Regions from separate parts of the Mus musculus genome. Here region 2 is linked to region 1. A link is a contact called in public promoter capture Hi-C data. All regions are on one chromosome and are shown on one strand. The core of a region is the stretch at or near the end of the contact, and the rest is flanking DNA. Distances in the headings are between cores, read along the strand shown. Region 1 holds the start of Vwce (von Willebrand factor C and EGF domains). Region 2 holds the start of Cd6 (CD6 antigen).

Region 1 (7,165 bases), core at 2,489-4,988:
TCTTATTTTATTTCTCTGGTTGGTTGGCCAGAGCCTGCTGTGCCTTTGGCCTAGCTATACAGGAATTGTGCATTTTGAGAGTCACCCTTTGTTCCTGTATGAACTGAGTCTCTATTCTTCCTTTGGGAATAAGGGATATTCTGTCCCAATAGTGCAGGCTTGATCCTAAACATACTCCATGGCTTCCCCCCCCCCCCGCCCCCAGGGTTTCTCTGTACCCCTGGCTCTGTCCTGGAACTCACTCTGTAGACCAGGCTGGCCTCAAACTCAAATCCACCTGCCTCTGCCTCCTAAGTGCTGGGATTAAAGGCATGTGCCACTACTGCCCAGCCCTCTTTGTGGCTCTTTTAAGACCAGTGTATGAGCTAGGCGCAGTGGCACAAATCCCAGCAGAGGCACTTGGATCTCTTGAGTTTGAGGCCAACCTGATCTACATAGTCCCAGGACAGCCAGGGCTATACAGAAAAACCCTTTCTCAAAAAACCAAAAACAACCAAGACCAGGCTTTGATAAGGTGTTTGGAGAATTGGGGATTTAAGTTAAGCTGTAATTTTAAGAGATTCTAGCTTACAAAGGGCAAGCAAGCACCTCAGCATTGAGGTGTGCTACCAAGTGTCCCGAGTCATTCGTCATTGCTGTTGTTTTCTGTAGTCAGCCTGCTCGGGTTCTGGATCCTGAGACGGGATCGTTAAAACTTTATCTTCATGCAGAGTCAAACTCACTCCACCAAGGTTCCACATCCACTTCTGAGGAATATGCTGTCTGCCTACTTGTGGACATTTCTGTCCCTTATAGAGACAGAAAAGAGGAGGTGTTAAAGATGCTTTATTTTGGGATGAGGATGGACTGAACATAGCTACAATGTGACACATGAAAGCTTGACAGTTGAGCTACATCTCCAGTCTGTCTCATTTATTTGTTTGTATTGTATATATTCACTTGAGACTGAATTCCAGAAACCCTTCGATGCTGGCTTTCTGCCTGCACACTCCCAAAATCCCCTCTTAAATACCATTTATCACTTCTCAGGGTGAAAGGTCATCTTCAGAGATCTCCAACCAGCTGGTTAGGCCACTGCATGAGCCATCCATGCAGGCACTGATGAGCCAGCTTTATTCCCAAGCCTCCAAAGGAGGAATCCTCGGAGAGACTAGAAACACAGATTCACATCACATGACCATTGGGAAGGGTCTCAAACCAGAGGCCTGAGTTCTGCAGCCAACATCTTGGATCCTTTTTTTAATTATTATTAGATTTTTTTAAAATTTACATTTCAAATTTTATCCCCTTTCCTCATTTCCTCTCTGAAAACCCCCCATTCCACCCTCCACCCACCCCAACCCACCCACTCCTGCTTTCCTGTCCTGGCATTCCCCTACACTGGGGCACCGAGCCTTCACAAGACCAACGGCCACTCCTCTCATTGATGTCCCACAAGGCCATCCTCTGCTACATATACAGCTGGAGCCTTGAGTCTCTCCATGTGTACTCTGGTTGGTGGTTTAGTCCCTGGGAGCTCTCGGGGTACTGATTGGTTCATACTGTTTCTCCTATGGAACATCTTGGATCCTTTATTCAGTGAAAGGTCTCTTGTGAAGTCACAGAAATGGGGAGGAAGCACCAAATGAACAAACATTAGTCCTGGAAGATGGACGGCTCATATAGGAAAGACTCAACTGAAGCCCCAGGACCGAACAGGGCAAGGAAGAGCAAATGAAACTAAAGGACCAACAGCTGCTTTGATGGGAAGGTAGATGCCAGAGGACTGAAGACACTGTAGGGAGATGGAATGCTGGGCTGGCTCAGAAAAGGGTGTAAGGGCCGTGCAGTGGTGGCGCTTGCCTTTAGTCCCAGCACTTGGGAGGCAGAGGCAGGCGGATTTCTGAGTTCGAGGCCAGCCTGGTCTACAGAGTGAGTTCTAGGACAGCCAAAGTACACAGAGAAACCCTGTCTCGAAAAACCAAAAAAAAAAAAAAAAAAAAAAAAAAAAAAAAAGAAAAGAAAAGAAAAGAAAAGGGTGTAAGGGTCCTCCAGTCCGAATTTCCTACTTTCTATATCTAGAAATCTACAGTAGGGCAATGAGGGTTTTGATCTTCCACCTGCTAGCGAGTGAGTTCTGCAGAGGAGAGTGTGGGGCTACAGCAGTGAACGGAAGTGGAGAGGTATGCTGGGTGATAAACAACAAATGTCATGAGCCATGAGGGCTGTAGTAAGGGGATTTATCCTGTGTGTAGTGGTTTCAGAGATAGCTTCCCAGGGATGGGAAGGAAGAACACCTGTCTTGTGACAGTAGCAAGCGCAGCCTCTGCCTTTTCCAGGCAAGAAAGCTGCCCTAAGGAGTCTGAAGGTCCTTAGGACTCGATGTGTAGGTACAGAGAAGTCACATTCATCTTTGGCACTATGCTTGCTGTGAGCTTGACTAGATAATAGAATGGGCCCAAACAAGATGAGATACAGGTCCAAATGTAAGTCTCGGTTCAGCCACGTGGGTTAAGGTAGAAAGATGGCTGGCCAGTTGTTATGCCAACAGCTAGTTGTTATGGCAGAATAACCTCCATAAAAGCAAGCAAGCAAGGAAGGAATGGTTTATCTGGCTCACAGGTGCAGCCATCTTGGCAGGGGAAGCATAGAGAGCCAGATGAATGTTAGCACTCACTTTATGGTCTTTGTATTTGGTCCGGCCCATGTGACAATGCCACTCACATTTAGGATGGGTCTTCACAACTCAGTTAAATCCTTCTGGAAACAGCTCTGACACACACAAAGGTTTATTGCCTAGGAGCTTCTATATCCATTCAAGTTGAAAATAACAATTAGCCATGGCACCACAACATCCAAAAGTACTTGAACTTTTCCTCTTACTGCAAATTAAGGGTCGGGGGACCAACAAGCATCAAACACCCGAGTTAACGTTTGCTCAGAAACTAAAAGGAAAGTGTCTGTGAGAAGGCAGCTAGCATCCAGGTCATCTGTGCACAGTTTATCTGTGGTCACCAATGCCAATGATCTTGGGATCAGCACGAGGCAGAAGCGAAGGATTTAGTCGTGCTTGGGAAGTACAGTTTTTAAAAACTAGTTCAGCCAATTTTTCTTATTCCTAGAAGTCTTTACACAGACGCTTGACTAATCCAGACTGGGTAGGGTTAGGCGGGGCTTGCTACCAGAACAAGGTAAAACTCGAGCCTTCTTTTCGCTTCCTCCCAACTAGATCTTTCTCAGTTCTATCATTTTGCTCTACATTCTTCAGCCTAAACCTCTTCTAGCCTGAGCCAACTTCGAAGCCTGAGCCCAAACACTGAACCTTCTAGTTCTGCGCCCCTAGCTCCCTTGCCACCTGCGCACTGCTTTCTTACCTCCCAGGTGAGCTAGGAAGCTGTCCACTCAACCATTTGACTCCCAGCAGGTAGCTTGTGGGTTCAAAACAGGCTAATGTCCTTTGGCAAGGAAGCAGACTAAACCACCAATACACTATCCTTACCATCTAGTGGGCTTGGGGAGAGTCAAAACTGCCTCGCTTCAGTGCCCTGGGTTTGAGTGTCCACAAGTCTCACCTACTGAGAATTCAGATTGGATTCTATGGAAACTCAAAAACCTTGTTCCTGAAGTTTCTTTCCAACTTGGTTCGAAGCCTTCAGTCATTCTGTGGAAAGCGACTCCCAAACCCAGGCTGGGGGTGTGGGCCGAGGGTGAAACCCCGCCCTCGGGGTCCCTGATCTTTGCTCCCGCCCCAGGCTCCACGCCTCCCGGAGAGGCACCGGCGGGCGGCGCTCCTTTTGTGTGTTTCTTTCCAAGGTGCAAGGACCCCCACCCCCACCCGCCTAGGCAGTCCTCCCCTAACCACCAGCCCTCTTCTCGTCGTCCTCAGTCCCTGCCAGCTGTGGGGGAACCAGATCGCTTCCAGGAGGAGGGACAAGGTCGGTAGCCCCCTCCCCGGTGCGGGACCTGAGCCCAGTAGAGTCCAGGACCTCTGCTGCCAGTCATGTGGGCTAGACTGTTGCTCCATGTCGCCTACATCTTGATCCCGTTGCTGGGGTCTTCAGCCCGAGGCTATACCGGGAGGAAGGCGCCAGGGCACTACTCTGCGGAGAGGTAAGAGCCCGGTGCCTTTCAGCGGCCCAGCCTTCTAGCGCCACTGCGTGGAGCTGGAAGACACTAGCATAGGGCAGCTGCTGGACCTGTAGCCTCTGTGGCGAGGGCACACCAGGGGTCTGGACAAAGAGACAGTAGTTTGTGCCAGTTGGGTGGCCCTGGCTGGGGACTGCTCTGGCTAAGGAATCTGGGAGATGGAGATCGCGGCTCCAAGGAATCTTGTACTATGGGAATAGGCTGACCCTCTGGCTAGGGAACCCCAGCACATGCCAATTGGTCTCAACTGCCTGGCTTTCTTCCTTGGTGGTGCGGGACCCCCTCCGTTTCTGCACACGTTGCTTTGGGGTTGGGGGTTTTCTCAGTGTCTCTTGCTCTCTGCACCCGGTGGACCTTGGAGCCACCGGTGGCTCAGGGTTATGCTTTGGTATCTGCGCATGTGTGCACAGGCCGGGGAGGCGGGAGGCCGCAGGCGACAGGCGGGAGGCGTGTCTTTCCAAACCCAATCATTTTCCCTAAGTTTGTCTTAGTCCTCTACCACTAAGGGGTGATGAGGGAGTGGTGATCGTGTGTGCGTGATGCTTATAGCAAGGGTACACGTTGTCAGCGGGTGGCCTGGCCCACGGCCACATCTTCCCAGGGGCGCTCAGAGGGGCTGCCCTGGAGGAAGAGCTTACCGCCCAGCACGTGGGTTCTGCGATCTCTTGCAGTTCCTGCAGATCTCCCACCACCTGTCTCCCTGGCATCACTGTGCCACACACGAAAAGCTCCTTGGGGCTTTCTGGTGGGCACCCTACCCTTGCCTATCTGAAGTGGAACTCCACCAGCTTCCACAGGCACCCTACCATTTACCACTTCGATGGCACCTCACGCCCCTTTCAGAGCCCCCTTTGGCTTAGCTATTAAGTTGTTCTGTAGATCCCAGCTGCCGGATTCTCTGCCTCAGCTGTTGCTATCATCGTTTCTATGTGTGACATCACTGTTGGTCTGGTTTGTCTTCACTGGTTTTGACTTCTGAGAGGAAAAAAGGACTTGGCCCTAGGGAAAATCCCCAGCAAACTTTCCTGTACTGCTATGGTTCCCCCTAGGTTTCCACATTTGACCCAGATTATTAACCCTAAGAGCCAGGCAAGTTCGTCTTATCCTGTATCATTTCTGTCTGATACATGGACAGGCATAGAGGGTGCTCTGGTTGGTGGGATGAAATCCCCATCAGCTCTGGGTATGTGGGGAAAGTCATCTGGTGCCTATTGCTTTGCCTGGGTTCATGGTCCTTGCTCCACGGCTCCAGGAGTTCTAGCCCTTGTTAATCTCCCGGTTAGCCCATGCTCAGGCTGGTCCATCTGTCTGTATTGCCCTCTCCTTCCCCATTTTCATACTGAGTCTCTGGTCTTCTTTCTCACGCAGCAGGGGAGCTGTCCTTCCAGTGACCTTCTCCTGATGCCCTTCAAGGCTCCATAAGCCCTCCCAGAGTCCCCACTGAGCTGTTCCCATCACCTGGGTCCTGCTGTCCTTTGATATCGAGGGCAGTAACACATTCATGGCCTTACAGACTGCAGTTTGACATTTTTAGACACTGGCCCCAGAAGGTGGAGGGCCATGGGTACCTTGTTGCCAGCCTAGGGGAATGCCACCCAGACCTGCTTTCTCCCTTTACCAATTGAGCAGTTGTGACTTACTTTAGATGTAGAACTGAACAAATAAGAAGCCCTTGTCCTGGGCTGGAGAGATGGCTCAGTGGTTAAGAGCACTGACTGCACTTCCAGAGGTCCTGAGTTCAATTCCCAGCAACCACATGGTGGCTCACAACCATCTGTAATGGGGATCTGATGCCCTCTTCTGGTGTGTCTGAAGACAGCTGCAGTGTACTCATATACATAAAATAAGTAAATAATAATAATAGAAGGAAGCCCTTGTCCTCGAGGAGTTGAGAGGATACGGACAGTGAAGATGTCATGAAATTAGCAAGTAAGCGAGTGTCCTAGAAAGGACGGTGGAGAGCAGCAGAGCAGGCTAAGGTCAGCAAGAGAGGCTTTGGGGAAGAAGATGTGAACAAAAGACCTGAGTGAGGGATGAGAGTGAGTGTGTTAGACATTATATTTCTGGGTGTACACACCTTCAATCCCAGAACTCAGGAAGGAGCAAAGGCAGGTAGCTCCCTGTGAGTCCCAGACCAGCAAACCAAAACAATAATAACAAAAAATATAGTCATATAGCCCAAGATGGTCTTGAATACATCAGGTAGCCCAAACAGGCTTCAAACTTGTGATCCTCCTGTCTCAGCCATCTTAGTGATAAGAGGTCAGGTCCCAAAGCAGCCACCTCCCCCCCCCCCCCACCCCCATGCTGCTCAACTGCAGTCTTCTGTCATCTTTTCTTCTGGTCTCTCCTTCATTTCCTTTGCTCTGTGTTCATAGCTTATATCTGTTCTTGTACATGTTTGTCTGGTCCTGCACCGGGCAGGGGGTGGTGGGGTGGTGGTGTGTGTCCTTTAGACCAATGGATGACTTGGGAGTTGGGAGCTCTCTTCCTACAAATTGTGGAGTGCTCTCTTTTCTTGCAGACGTCGTCTGGGGCCCCACGTCTGCCTCTCTGGCTTTGGGAGTGGCTGCTGCCCTGGCTGGGCCCCTTCCATGGGCAGCGGGCACTGTACCCTGCGTAAGTACCCATCCATCCTTGTGACCCAAGCCTGTGCATTGCCAGGGCCTGCTCCCTCACCTCCATCTTTCCTCTCAGCCCTCTGCTCCTTTGGCTGTGGGAGTGGCATCTGCATCGCTCCCAATGTCTGTTCCTGCCAGGATGGAGAGCAAGGGGCCACTTGCCCAGGTAACTGGGATGGACAATGGCAGATGGGGGTCACCAAAATAATATGAAGATTCTGTGTCCGGCACTGTAGACCTGAGATAGGTTCTAGCTTGGCATCTTCAAGACACCTTGTGTGGTAGGCAATTTCATACCTATCTGACTGCTGAGACAAAGACTATGGCTTTTCTTGGTTCCCATGATATATTTGTTGCGAATGTGATGAAATAACTGATAAAAGCAACTTAAAGGAGGAAAGGTTAATTTTGGCTCAGAG
Region 2 (7,165 bases), core at 2,873-5,372, 200 kb after region 1:
ACAGAAGAATCACATCGCTTATTTTGATAAAACGACAAAGCCAACCTCATCCATGTCCACTGAGGTGACAAATTCTCTCTGATGGAGAAAGCCCCAGCCTCCCGCACACTTCTCCAGGGAGGCTAGGCTTTACAAAGTACACATGATTAAATAAATAGAACCCTCTAGTATTTCTAAAGATGCATGGAGTGAAAGTTGGGTCAAGTTCTATGCATTAGTATGTAAAAATCCTGTATTTGTGATATTTGAGGACACGTGGCCCTCAGAGGTTCTCGTGCATGCGATGGAGCAACTGCTTTCAGTTCAGAGTTTAGTTTAAAAACTCAAAGGGGGCTGGAGAGATGGCTCAGTGGTTAAAATCACTGGCTGATCTTCCAGAGGACCTGAGTGAGTTCAATTCCCAGCATCCACATGGTGGCTGGATGTTTCTAACTCCAGTTTGCAGAGGATCTGGTGCCCCCGCACAGACATGTAGGCAGGCAGAATACCAACACACATAGAAATAAATCTCAAAACAAACAAAACAAACAAAAATAAAAAACAATAATAAAAATTTCAGAAGATTTGGTAATGTCTGTCAAAACTGTTGGAGTATTTAGGAGAATTTCACAGTCACTCTACTATGTCAGAGTCTTAGGTCTGAGAACTGCCTTCCTAAGACGGCTTTGCTTTCTGCTGGGAAAGGAAAGGGATCCGTGATCTGAGAATTTGGCTCGCGACACAGCCTTTGCCTAGCGCCTGTAAGGACCTGAGTTCATCGAGGGTGTATGTGTGAAGATTTGAGTCTTTTGATTCCTAAATACAGTTTAGAATACCAAAGATGGTCTGGCAAGATGGTTCAATGAGCAAAGGTGCTTACAGCCTGAGTTCCATCCCGAATATCCACATATTGAAAGGAGAAAAACAGTTTCTAAAAGTTGTCCATAGACTTCCACATGTGCTGCGGGATGTATTTATACACACACACACACACACGCACACGCACATACACGCACACCACATACACGCACACCACACTATACATATATATGTATATTTGTAATTTATTTTAACTCATTTTCAGAGTTTGTTTTGTGCTTTGCACTGACACATCTCAAAAGTAACACAGTGGCCGCCATATTGGACAGCATAAAGCTGAGGGAATTAATTAGCTAGAATTAATTAGTAAGGGAAATTTATTATTTAAAAAAAATGTTCTCTCACACTTGGTTGGCTCAAAGGCCCCTTGAAATTATCACACATAAATATATAAATATAAATAAAACAACACTTATATTTACTAATAAGAAAAATAGATTATTTTTTTAATTAAACAATTCCTGTACGTATTGTGCTGGGTGTCAAGAAGGGCCTCTTGCCACAGAGTGGTATCTCTAGCCTGAAGAATTATCATTTTAAAATACTTACAAACTGCCTTTTCAGGACCCAGAAGACTTTACCCAGTAACTGAGAAAATGAGGACCAGGGAAGGGCAGGAGCTCAGGTATTGGTGAACTAGAAACACTGGGTGAAAACTCGTTTCCTAACACCATCCTCCCTCCAGTTAGCTTCTAGTTCACATCTCGGTCTCTTTCCCACCTTGGATGGAAACCAAGGCACAGAACGGGGCCCAGTGGGTCTGTCTCCCTAAGTCCTGGTCACCCAGTCACACACAGGCCTTGCAGAGGCAAGCCGCTGGAGAAAGCAGTACGAGACTCAGAACAGAGAGCTAGGTACCAGCCCTAGACAGAGGAGAGCTCGGTAGCTCCTAGGAGAGCTGGCATCCACCAACCCCTGGCATTCGCCAGCCCCTGACACCCAGAATAGAATTTAGATCACTCAAGTTTGAACACTGCTCCCGGGCAGAAAGCTCCAGAACTCTCTCCTGGGCTTCGCTCTCCTGCTCCATTTCTTCTTGTTGTCCATCACTTTTTCTACATTTTCTTTCTCTTTGCTCTTAACATTCTTTCCTCAAGCACATGTGGTCCAACACAGATCTGCCACCCTGTACACAGTTCCACAGATCTGTGCCCAGCCAGGGGGCCTGCTACATCAGGCAAAAAAGAAGGAACATTCAGGCCCTGGGCCCAGAGACTCAGCCTCCTAGACATCACCATGAGGGAGACATAGTGTCACTTTAGGGTGCAGTTTTCCTTACACCTGCAAAGCTTGTCCTCTTGGGACATTTCTCCATGGGACATAGACCATCAGGCACTGATGAAAGAGCATTGACCAATGAGGAGCCTGTTCCCTGCTCCGAGTGACTGACAAATTCTGAAGAAAATAACAGTTCGGAACCAGGATGTCCTTACCCACCTCCCTCGTTACCCCTCTAATTGGGAGAGCAGAATGGCGTAGGCCTTAGGCTCTAGGGCCTTGGTGACACCATTTCAATTGCCTCGAATTGGGTTCTACCACCATTTATTTTTAGGCTTTCCTCATCCCTTTAATTTCTGGCAAACGAGAAGGCTTTTCCACTTACAACATAACCAATTTTTTTCTTTCAAAACTAAACTTCTATCAGTGACTAAAAGCGGGTCAACTGACATCAACCCAGGGACAGGAAGGAGCTGAGGGAACTGATACTGTGCATGGGCCAGGTGCAACCCATACCTAAGGGTAGGCTCTCTGGAGCCCGCCTGCTGCTGAGGTCTTACCTTCCCATAGGCATCACTCTGGACCCATCATCTCAGACCAAGGACCTCTCAGTTTCAGCCCAAAGGGCTCCGTGCTCAGCTCAGCCCCAGCCCTCATCCATACTGGGAAGCAGTGGAAAGAGAAGGAGCTGGCTTGTTTGGGGCCCCGGTCTTAGCGGTCAGCAGACCTTTTCCTTTAGGACTTAAGCCTGATCTTGTGTCAGGCCTCTTAAGAGAGGCAGAGGTGGTGGCACTGATGGATAGGAAGAAGCAGAAGGCCTTGCCGTCGGCCTGAGTAGAAGGAGGCTGAGCTCCGAGAGCCAGTGCTTTGGAAACAGCTGGTCAAGAAAGGACAGCAAAAGCCCAGGCCTCTACTGGGCAAAACACATGCCAATTAACACCAGGGGACTTGGATGAAATGCCTGAAGATCCAGACAGAAAGAAGACACTTCAGAACTCCCCGAGTGCTCATAACCTCTGACCAGCTTTATGTCCCCATCCCTCTGCCTGGGCTCCCCTTCTGTAAGGCAGACCTAACTCCTTAGACCCTAAGTCTGTTTCTATACCATCTTCCTACCCTGAAATGTGAATGCCTGCCATGTACAGGGATTCCTGAGTCTCTGTGTATTGCCTGTTTCTGCTAGCTTGGCCTGTGCACTCTATCAAGTATCTGGCGACCTTGGGCCTTTGCTCCAGAACCCTAGTCCAGACTATGCAAGACTACTTCAGCACTTAGCAGCTCAGGAACTCAAAAGCCTTCTTGATCATTTGTGTCTCAAATTCATCCAAGAGGTTGAACCGAAGTCACTAAGAGTGAAGTCCCCTGGGTCTCCCTGGATTCTGTCTCTGGTCCTGGTGAACCCCACTCTGGGACTTAACATGGAAAATACTGATGCTGGCTGGTCCTCCCTCTCAAAGGAGTCGTTCCTTCCTTCCTGTGAGATGGTAAGAAGGTGGGAGAAGCGGGTGCTTCCTGCACCTATGGATGCGTGGGGAGCTCCTTCCTCAGACCTAGGCCCCAAGTCAGGCATGAGGTTCGTTCACCTCACTCCCAGGAGGCCTTTTATGATGAGAGCATCATCCGGCCCTTTAAGGGGTCCCTGCGTCACCTCAAGCCCCAAGCTGTTGTCACACCAGGATGGTCTTAGGTTAAAAGGCTCTACAAAGGTGGCCATGAGGAAACAGCTAGCAAGGGGCCAAGCAGACAGAACCCGGGTCCCCTAGCACGAGCTGTAGGAGGTGACAGAAGAGATCTACCTGAGAGAACTGCTGTCAGCAATCCAGCGATCCCAAGGAAGAGCCACATGTCTGGTGCTGTCTCCACTGCTACTCACGCCTGCCCATAGGAAGTGCCATCCTGGTTCCGGGAGACGGTTGTGCCACCGATGGCTTGTCTCACCCGTGGTGCCCTTTCTGTTCTTGTTCTCAGTGCCCTGTGTGCTGCGCACTCTCTCTCCTACACACAGGCCCAGCCTGTGAGTGTCTCACGCCTCTACCTTCTGCTTGTGGTTTTGGTCTCCAGGAAGCCAGGCTGTTGTAACAGGGGTGCTGTTACAGGGCTGTTGGGGTGGGGGAGCCAAGCTACCTTCCATAAGCCCACCAACCAAAGTGAACCCTAAGAATCACAGAGGCCATGTCCAATGAACGCATCCCTGAGGGTCTTCCAAGAAAGACAAAGAGGCTGTGCCTTCTTTCCTGGACACAAAGAGACAGCTCATTCCCAGAGATGCTCTAGTAACTGGTGCTAGAAGAGTGAATTAATGCGCCCCTGCTGCCCCTCCCACAGAATCCAGCTCTCATGGGGTTGCATTCCAAGGTTTGTGTTGTCCTTGGGAATGTGGTGACTAAGAGGCAGGAGGACAGAGTCTTGATGGACTCTTCTTTTGCGTGTGTGTATCGAGGGGTATGTCAGGTGTGCCGTGTGTAGTGTGTGTGCGTGTATGTGTATATATGTATGTGTGTGAATATGTGTGTGTGTGTGTTCATTCATGTGTGTGTATGTTTGTGAGAGAAAGTATGTGCATGTGTGTGCATGTGTGTGCAAGTGTGTGTGTGAGCATATGGTATGCGTAGTGTATATGCACATGTATGAATGTGTGTATCTATGTGTGTGTATATTTGTGCGTGTGTGTGTGTGTCTGTGTGTGTGTGTATGTAAGTTTGAAGCTGATGTCAGAGTAGTCTTCTTCAATTCAATTGTTCTCTGTTATTTATCGAGGTTGGGTCTCTCACTGTATCTAGAGCTCCTGATTCCACAAGTTTAGCTCGCCAGCTTACGCTGGAGGTCCCCATCTCTGCCTCCTAAGTGCTGGGATCTCAGGAGGCTGCCATACCTGCAGGGCTTTTGTGTAGGTCCTGACAGTCTGAGCTCTGCTTCTCATGCTTCTTTGGCAAACTACTGAACCATTTCCCCAGTCCTGGGGTGCACGTAGCAAGGGCCTAAGCTTTTCCAAAGGAAACCCCAAAGAATAGGGGGTCTCAGAGAAGGACTCCCCCCCACCTCCACGTGCCCCAACCCAGGTGGGAGTTGCACAGAGGTGCCAAAGAATCTGGATCCCATCTTTGAGGACTGCTCGCTGTTTGTGTCCTGGGCAAGAGGGCAAGCGGAGTTTCAGCAGATGGCTGTGCAGGGAGGCTGCTGGGGAAGGAAAAGATTCGGGAGGAAAGGGCTAGAGCGGGAAGGACCAGGCTGCCTAGGCGTGCTGAACCAGGCTAGAAAGTAGACTGTGCATTTAGCTCACCAATGAGCCCCCCCTCGTAACACATAGTAGGTGTTAAATAGGTTTTGTTGAGAGAATGTGGGAATGGATAATTTGTCTCTAAGCAGAACCCTAGAGTCTAGAAAGAGACTGGTTCCAGATTCCAGCCATGCCTCATACAACATTTTTTGGTACTCCACTTCCTCCATTCTAGCTTGTTTTCATTTCTCCACTTGTGTAATGGAGAGGATTTCTCCCACTAGTAGGAGTGTCCCACCAGCTGAGGGGGATATCTGATGTGGCAAATTGGGAAGCCATAGTGAATCAGGCTCCTCCCACAGTGAGACCCCGCCCATCTCAGAGGGAGAGAGGGACAGGACTCTGTCCTGGTACCGGCTGAGGGCGCCCTCTAGTGAAGAGTGTCTGGCAACACAAAGGGCCCCGGGGCATAGGCAGTTTTGTCGGGCTTCCAGATTCCACTCCACTCATCTCTGGAGGCTTGGGAGTGTCACTCCAAGGGAAGAAAAGAGATGAAACAACTTCCCTGCTTTCAAGAAGCATACATTCTCAAGAGTGAGATGGCTCCGTGGGTAAAGGTGCTTGGTGCCAAGTGTGATGGACTGAGTTCAATCCTTGGGACCCACGGACCCATGTCACATGGTAGAAGGAGGAAACTGACTTCTGCAAATCTCCCTCTGACGTCTGACCTCCACACATTCACCCACACAGACACGCACTAAAAAAAAAAAAAAAAAAAAAAAAAAAAATTAGTGGCTCCAAAACCAGAGTGGAAAGGGATTCTTCCCCAAAGACAAAAGAAAAAGACGGAATAGAAAGAAAGGGCTGGTTTCAGTGGCAGAGGGAGGTACAGGGGTAGGTGCTCCTGGTACAGGAACTGGGTACCTCAAGGCAGGACAGCAGAGGGTGAGTGTTATTGTGGCTAGAAGGACCAAGCCACTCATGCTTCGTGGGCGTGAAGCTCAGAGCAGGAAGCTAGAGGATGTGTCCAGTTGGATGCTCAAGTCAGTGAGGTCATTGTTTATTTTTAACTCTTAGAACCAAGACCTTTGGCTCTTGATTTTCAAGGGACACCAGTGGCTCTCTGTACTTGAGTAATGCAGGCATTTTCACTATCTCTCCATGAACTTGGCCCAGCAAAATGACAAAGGAATGGGTTTTAAAGCCCACAGAAGTAGTCCAACTCCGTGCATTGTGTCATGGCATGTGCACACCCCATTCCATGTGTGTGTGTATGTATATATGTGTGTGTGTGTGTGTGTGTATGCATATATACATATACATACATACATACTTACATGCATATTTAAGACAGGGTTGCTGAAGGTGAATCATGATGTGGAATTTAACACCATCATAGCTTCACAGAGACTAACATTGAAACCCAGTCACCCATCCTGTGCTTTAAATATGTCTTTCCCCACTTACAGTTTTGTACTAACATGCATGGGTCATCTGGAACAGACTGGTTCGCCAAATTAAGAATTATTTACCTCTATCAAATATCAATGCACTTTATTGCACAATATCAGGAAATCAAAGTCACTATATCTCTGACCCCGTCCAGGAACTTCAATTGCTGGGAATCTGTCTATATCATGGTGGCAGGGTTTTCTAAAACTCAGAGTTTTCACTTAAAAGCTCCAGTTCCATCAGTAGCAACAACGACCACCAGTTGTTTCCCTTGATGTGACAGGCTTGCTATTTTCCCATTCAAAACACTGCCTGACAGTTTCTTCAGTGTGAACAGTTATGGGTCCAAGTAAATTTAGCATTCTTTTCTTGAAGATTTATCTTATTTTATTATTTGTGTGTGTGAGAGGGGAGGAGAGG

The links. Promoter capture Hi-C pulls out the DNA fragments that hold promoters and counts their contacts.
Region 2: a promoter capture Hi-C map of stem cell-derived epiblast-like cells shows a contact between it and region 1, with 2.5 times the contacts expected there. A contact is called at or near these places in 8 of 39 promoter capture datasets (the C10 cell line, the SN4741 cell line, cranial neural crest and 4 more), 1 of 484 Hi-C or Micro-C datasets (extraembryonic endoderm stem cells), 3 of 130 datasets of targeted methods (bone marrow-derived macrophages, double positive thymocytes and pancreatic cancer cells) and 4 of 9 other capture datasets (adipose tissue, embryonic stem cells, liver and 1 more).

The regions. Positions count from the first base shown.
Region 1 is chr19:10,630,495-10,637,659 of GRCm38.p6, forward strand. It overlaps Vwce (von Willebrand factor C and EGF domains), which reads left to right and starts at 3,739. Exons shown (of 20, transcript NM_027913.2): 1 at 3,739-4,089; 2 at 6,650-6,744; 3 at 6,823-6,912. The coding sequence starts at 3,980.
Region 2 is chr19:10,825,936-10,833,100 of GRCm38.p6, forward strand. Cd6 (CD6 antigen) reads right to left here and starts at 4,123. Exons shown (of 13, transcript NM_009852.3): 1 at 3,873-4,123. The coding sequence starts at 3,921.